Regions from separate parts of the Rattus norvegicus genome. Here region 2 is linked to region 1. A link is a contact called in public Hi-C data. All regions are on one chromosome and are shown on one strand. Each heading gives the region's core, a stretch centred on a gene start, on an enhancer-like site or on the middle of the called end of the contact. The rest is flanking DNA. Distances are from core to core; before and after follow the strand shown.

Region 1 (3,344 bases), core at 202-2,701:
GTCAGTCTGGTCCGGAGAGCTGGGCAGCTTACTTACCAGACTTGCAGTTTGATTCTCTTCCCCTCTATTTCCACAGTTCGGATCTTGAAATCAATTCCTGGGGTGAAGGGTGTGAAAGCCAGGGAAGCATGGGTGAATGTGTGAAAGGGATGGGGGGAGAGAGTGGGGGCTGGATGTGTGAATAGGAGAGCTTTCCAAAGCTTTAGTCCAATGGTAAGCATACTGTTTTTCCTCAGACTTTATGACGTTTTGGAGAAAGGTGGTGAAACTCTTCGGGCGGGCTAAAAGCATGCCAGCTGACAACTTTTCCCTCCATCTCTACCACACTGTTCCGTTCTTCTTTCCCCCTCCCCCAACAGACACCTCAGGTCCACCACCCACCCTGCTCACCCTTGGGGGTAGTGAGGAATGAGAAAGGCAGCTGACTGAGTCTATGTGAATTAACTAGTGAGCTAGGTGGGCACAGGAAAAGAGAGAGAGAGAGAGAGAGAGAGAGAGAGAGAGAGAGAGAGAGAGAGAGAGAGATTGATTCTTTCCCTTTTGTCACCAGGGGAGATGAGATTCCCAGTCAAGAGGGAATGAAGAAAGATAAAGAGAGGAAGGGAGGAGGGAAAAGGGGAAAGGATACTCTTCTTACTGGAAGTCTGGGCACATCTCCCAGGTCTCTTGGGGGACTCCTAAAAGTGTCTGAGTGCCAAAGCTTACTCAGAGACCCCAGAGTCCCCTCCCTTCCACTTTCCCCACTCGGCAGCACAGTCAGCCACTCTGCAGTACCTTGCTGAGGTAAGGGGGCTAGAAGGATGATTTGAAGGTAGAGCCAACCCGTGCTGGGGGAAGTTTGGAGCCCAGTGGGTCAGTAAAAAGCCAACAGAACTGGGAAGCAGGGAAAAGAGAAATTGTGAAGAGTGAATCTAGAGAGTTTAGGTGAAGAGATGTATTGAAGAAGGAAGCAGATGGAAATGAAAATAACCTATGAGGATTTAAAGAGACTAGGGAGATAGTACCAAGAAATGGGGTGGGTGGCAGCAACTGGGGCTACCTGGAATCATCAGAAAGGCTTGAAGTTTTGAGTGTTATTCAGGGACATTATGGGGGATGGGTCTGGGGCAGGGTCGACAGACTGAAAATTAGTGTCTTTCTCTAAGGGGATCAAAAAAGTAGGTTCCTTAGTCTTTCAGGAGCCCGTGTATGAGGGTGGGCAGAGGGTGGGTCTGGGGTCTGGTACACAGACTGTGGGCTCACCGATGGTGGAGATGTAAGTGCTGTTGAAGTTGTCCTCTGCAAAGCGAATGATGAGACAAGTCTTGCCCACCCCCGAGTCCCCGATCAGCAGCAACTTGAAGAGGTGGTCGTAGGCTTTGGCCATGGCGGACACTGGGGGCGCCGGGGGAGGGGTCGGGAAGAGCCAACGCTGGTAGGCGGGATCGGAGGGTTGGCAGGCAGAAACCGCCAGAGTCCCAGCCAGGAAGTTTTCCTCCCTCTCCGCCCAGGCCCCGGGAAAAGAAGAGAGGCGGCCCTGCTCCGGGCTCCACCCCTCTTCGCTAGTGGAGAGGCCTGTCCAGCTCTAGCAGTCCGGGCGCTGCCTCCCCGGCCTCGAAGAGCCAGTCTCCCTAGCCCTTCCCATTGCCTTTGGCTAGCTGTCTTTCCTCTCTTTCTACCGAAGTAGAAAGAGGAATTTTAAAAAGATTAGGGAAAGAGGGAAAGAAATTTACCAGTGGTGGAGAGAGGGGTGGCACTGGAAATTGATAAAGGGCTGAGGCGCTATTCATAAGCTTTTGAGTTTATGATAAAGGTCCTAAGAACTTTCTGTCAGCACTGCGCTTCTTAAGTTTACAAATCCCAATTCCCTTTGAAAAGAAGCGGGTTGGGAGGTTAGTATGCTGGATCCGTCTGCCCCCTGGTGGAGCAGAGTGAAGAACTGAAATGATAAAAATCAGCCCCATCAATTACACTCAAAGCACACGTAGCCGGTTCACCTTCTGGAGCGAGCCTAGAACTCAGTAGTGCAACCGGCCTTCAAGGTCAAGTAATCCTACTGCCTCAATCTCTCAAGTGTGCAGATTACTGGCCGGCCCCCAGGCACAGCTTTCTGTCTTTATACAGGAGTGCTTTCCCTACATGTGTTTATGCACTAGATGACTAGTGTGTCTGCAGAGGCTACAAGAGAGCAAGCAATGAGCCCCTGAATGGAGTTTGAGAGTCTACAGGTGCTGCCATATGGCTGCTGGAAACTGAACCCAGATCCTCTACAAGAGCAGCTAGCGCTTGTCATCTTTTCAGTCCCTTTAAAAAAGGGGAAAAAAAACACAGAAAGAGGGGTTGGGGATTTGGCTCAGTGGTAGAGCGCTTGCCTAGCAAGCGCAAGGCCCTGGGTTCGGTCCCCAGCTCCAAAAAAAAGAAAAAAAAAAAAAAAACAAAGAAAAAGTCCCTAACATTTGAGTACTGACTGTGAGAAAGTGTCTTAATTTGTTACATTATGTTTGCCATAATCTATGTTTACTTTTGTCCTTTGATACAAACACAATGTATCAACAATGTATCAGTTACCTTCCCCCCCCCCCCACTACTTGACAAAAACAGTTTACCAGACGCTTGCTCTGGCTCATAGAAGGTACAGTCTACATGACAATAGGAACGTGAGGTATCTAGTCACTTTTCCTCGGAAATCAGGAGGAGAGAGATGAATGCTGGTGCCCAGCTCATTCTCTCTGTTTTATTCAGGACGGTGAATGGTGCCACTCATTGTCAGGTGGGGGTTTTCCACCTCACATAATCCAAGCTAGAACTTTCCTCGATCTAGAACATGTCCAGGGATTGGATTCCTCGGTGATGTTAGATCCTGTCAAGTTGACAATCCATATTGACTACCACACACAAATAACTATTTAGTTTATTCATTCGTTATATTTACTTGTATGTGTAGGCACACATAATGTGTTTTATAAAAAGAAAGAGCAGAGATATGTTTCATGGAAGTTCAGTAAGGTCTGCAGGCCCATGCTGAGGCATCCCCCACCCCACCCCTGTACCAGCCACACACAGTATAGTAAGTATATAGAATAGCGTTTACAGGGAATAGAGGGGAGTTGAGGGAAGAGAGGGAGGGGAGGAGAGAGGCGAGGCAAGGCGAGGAGAGGAGAGGAGAGGAGCACGTGGAGAGAGGGTGAAGAGGGTAAGGAAGCAGGAGAGAGAGAGTAAGAGCAATAGAATGAGGAGGGGGTAGGCACACCTGGCTGTTCCCAGGTAACTGTGGGGCGAAGCCTAGATGAAATGTTAACACAAATGCCATGGTGAAAGTGGGGAGCAGAGAACATGCTGCAGGATGTCGAACCAAACTTCCCCAG
Region 2 (2,978 bases), core at 162-2,661, 160 kb before region 1:
TGGTTGTGGGCCTGCTTGACGTCAGCGCCGAGAACAAAACCTGGGTTCTCTGGACAGGCTACCCAGGCTAGCCTCAAACCCTTGCTCCTCCTTGCACTTGCCTCTCAGGAACTGAGATTTTGGGAGTGTATGATTTGCTCATTAGTACTGTTCTGCTTTATGGTGCTGAGAAGTTAGTCTAGGGCCTTACACATGCTGGGCAGGCGCTCTACCCCTCTGAGCTGTCCTAGCAGGCCCTGGACAGGCTTAACACTTGGGATCCTCCTGTGTTAGCCTCCCCAGTAGCTTGAGTTTACAGGCCTGCACCACACGACCCTGCTAAAATTTTCATTCTAGAGACTCATGGTCTCATCTGAGTAGTTTTAAGTGAGGGCACTTATGGAAGGTTTAATTCATGTTACGAAGGAGCAGAAGGGGCTGGAGAGATGGCTCAGTGGTTAAGAGCGCCGACTGCTCTTCCAGAGGTCATGAGTTCAATTCCCAGCAACCACATGGTGGCTCACAACCATCTGTAATGGGATCCGATGCCCTCTTCTGGTGTGTCTGAAGACAGCTACAGTGTACTTGTATATGATAAATAAATAAATCTTTAAAGAAAAAAATGCTTACTAAAAAATAATAATAATAAAAAAAGAGCACTGACTGCTCTTCCAGAGGTCCTGAGTTCAAATCCCAGCAACCACGTGGTGGCTCACAACTGTCTGTAATGGGATCCGATGCCCTCTGCTGGCATACTGGCAGAACACTGTATGCATAATAAATAGATCTTTAAAAAAAAAAACCCCAGAAAATACAAGGTTTAAAAAGATGACTAAGGATGACAGCAAAACCAAACAAACAAAAACAGACAAACAAAAACAAAAGCCAAGGCTGGTTTTCACCCTGTGCTGAGGACAGTGACAGTGTGCCCATAGCCTTGGTGGTGGTGGTGGGTTTTGTTTTCCATAATAAATGGGGGTGGGAGGGCGGGTCACATAAGGAACATGTGGTTTAGGCACAAAACCAAAACCGTTTAGTTTATTTCTCCCCTACACATTCTCTTCTTCTTCTTTTTTTTTTCTCTTTTCTTTTTTTCGGAGCTGGGGACCGAACCCAGGGCCTTGTGCTTGCTAGGCAAGCACTCTACCACTGAGCTAAATCCCCAACCCCCACATTCTCTTGTTTGGAGGAAGAGTCTGTAATTCTTGAGTGCCTAGGGGAGCCTCAGAGGGAAGGTGAGGCCGGCTAAGGTTTGTCACACAGGATACAAGCTCACTCTCTATTTTGTTCTTCCTCCCCCTCACAATATAGTCCTAGATGGCTTTAAACTTGGCCTGTGGCCCAGATTAGCCTCCAACTCAGGAATATCCTCTTCCAGCCTATACACAACTCTGAATCACCACAGCCAGCTTGGGCAGGTCATTTTACTTGTAAATTAGGGATCAAACTGCAGCTCTACGGGCAGCTCTAAAACCGGGCCACAGATGTCTGCTGGCTGGAAGCTCCTGGAGCAGAAACCATGTGGGAGATAGCAAGGGTTCTCCCTATCTGAGTATTAGCCCACCTCACAGTAGGCTTCTGCCTGGCCTCAGAACCTAACTCCACAGTGCACCAGACCCAGGCGTTGGAATCTGTCACAGTCCCCTCGTCCCAGTATAGCCACTTGTTCCTTGAGCCTCCTGGATATGGAGCTGCCCTTCTCCCACCCTCCCCAGGCTACTGCTCTTACTCCGGACACTTTCCCACAGATGGCTGCTCCCTCAAGTGTTGAGGGCCTCCAAATTGTGGGTACGGGAAACCTGGTGATTTCTGACGTGTCTGTCCAGCACTTAGGGGTCTATGTCTGTGCCCCTAATCAATCATGCACCTGTGTCCAGCACAAGTGTACAAGGCTGGGCAGCGTGCTCCAGGGCTCGGCAGGAAGGGACTGGGAACACTCTCTCTCTAGGTCAGGAGAGGGTCTAGAAGGCAGGGGGCAGGAAGGCTGGGTCTCTGGATGCCTTCCTCACTTCCTCACCTGCCCAACTCTCCTTGCTTGTCTAGTGGCCACAGTTAGTCCTGGAGCAAGATTCCTGTGGGGCTCAGGGTCTCACTGACTCTGGACTGGTTTAGTTGAGGAATGGAAAGGTGCTGTTCTGGGAATAAGATCAAACTCACAACAGGTACTAAGGTCTTACCTCTCCCTGCCAGATGGTCCACAGTGCTCTCTAGATCTGTACCCTACTGTCATACACCACACACACACACACACACACACACACACACACACACACACACACACACACACACCCCCACCCCTTCCTTCTCTTCTCTTTCTAGCAAGTACCTCTGTCCTGCCTGCTCTGTACGTTAGTGCTGCACACATTGATCAGTCCTCTCTCTGAGCAGGTCTGTCTCCTCCTTGAGAGCACTTCCTTCAGCCCATATGTTTTGGCTTTTCTTTGGCACACTAAGAGTGTGTGGGGTCTCTGCTGAAGATGAGGCTATTTACCGACAGGTGGCAGAAAACAACATGGGCTCTTATCAAGTCAGTGCCCACATGGCCTGTGATAGGGAACCCAGAGCCATGCCCAACTCCCAGGAGTCTACAGAGTATGACTCTGTTCATCTCTGAAGTGTCCCAGGAAGACATTGCTTTACCTCTGGCCAGCCCAAGGTGGGCATGGATGTGTGAGAGAGCAAGGCCTTCAGTCACAGATTGGGTGCAAGGGCCAAGAGTGAGTTCTTGGCTCTAACCCAGTTCTGTCCAAAGGTATGTTCTGGAAGTCATTCTTTGGGCCCTACCTACCTCAGTGATCCCCAAAAAGATAGGTTTCTGGGACCTAACGGATTGCTTCTGATTGTCTCTTAGGCTTTCCCACTGCCCTTCAGTCTGACAGAGCAGTTGGGAGTCTCTTCCTTAGTCCAGCTGCAGCTCCTGTAGCCTCCTCTGCTTTCCCTGGGAAGCCTGGAAGGACCAGTCAGGTATCAGGAGCAGTGTAAGTTCCCTTATGGAGGGC

What was found. A called contact is a pair of places that touch in the nucleus more often than the background predicts.
Region 2: a contact with region 1 is called in a Hi-C map of prefrontal cortex, with 4 times the contacts expected there. The contact joins the enhancer-like site here to the promoter of Rab13 in region 1. A contact is called at or near these places in 12 of 12 Hi-C or Micro-C datasets (the A7r5 cell line, the Rat2 cell line, Schwann cells and 7 more) and 1 of 1 datasets of contacts at active chromatin or transcription factors (oligodendrocytes).

What each region holds. Positions count from the first base shown.
Region 1 is chr2:177,971,077-177,974,420 of GRCr8, reverse strand. Rab13 (RAB13, member RAS oncogene family) reads right to left here and starts at 1,451. Exons shown (of 8, transcript NM_031092.2): 1 at 1,243-1,451; 2 at 37-97. The coding sequence starts at 1,366.
Region 2 is chr2:178,129,879-178,132,856 of GRCr8, reverse strand. No RefSeq gene overlaps it. Among named protein-coding and RNA genes, the nearest start is that of Slc27a3, 24 kb to the left of the region's middle. Within about 2 kb of position 1,411, at least 8 of the 93 cell types and tissues checked have an H3K27ac peak or open chromatin away from gene starts, as enhancers often do. A contact at or near this core is called in prefrontal cortex, where this site is marked.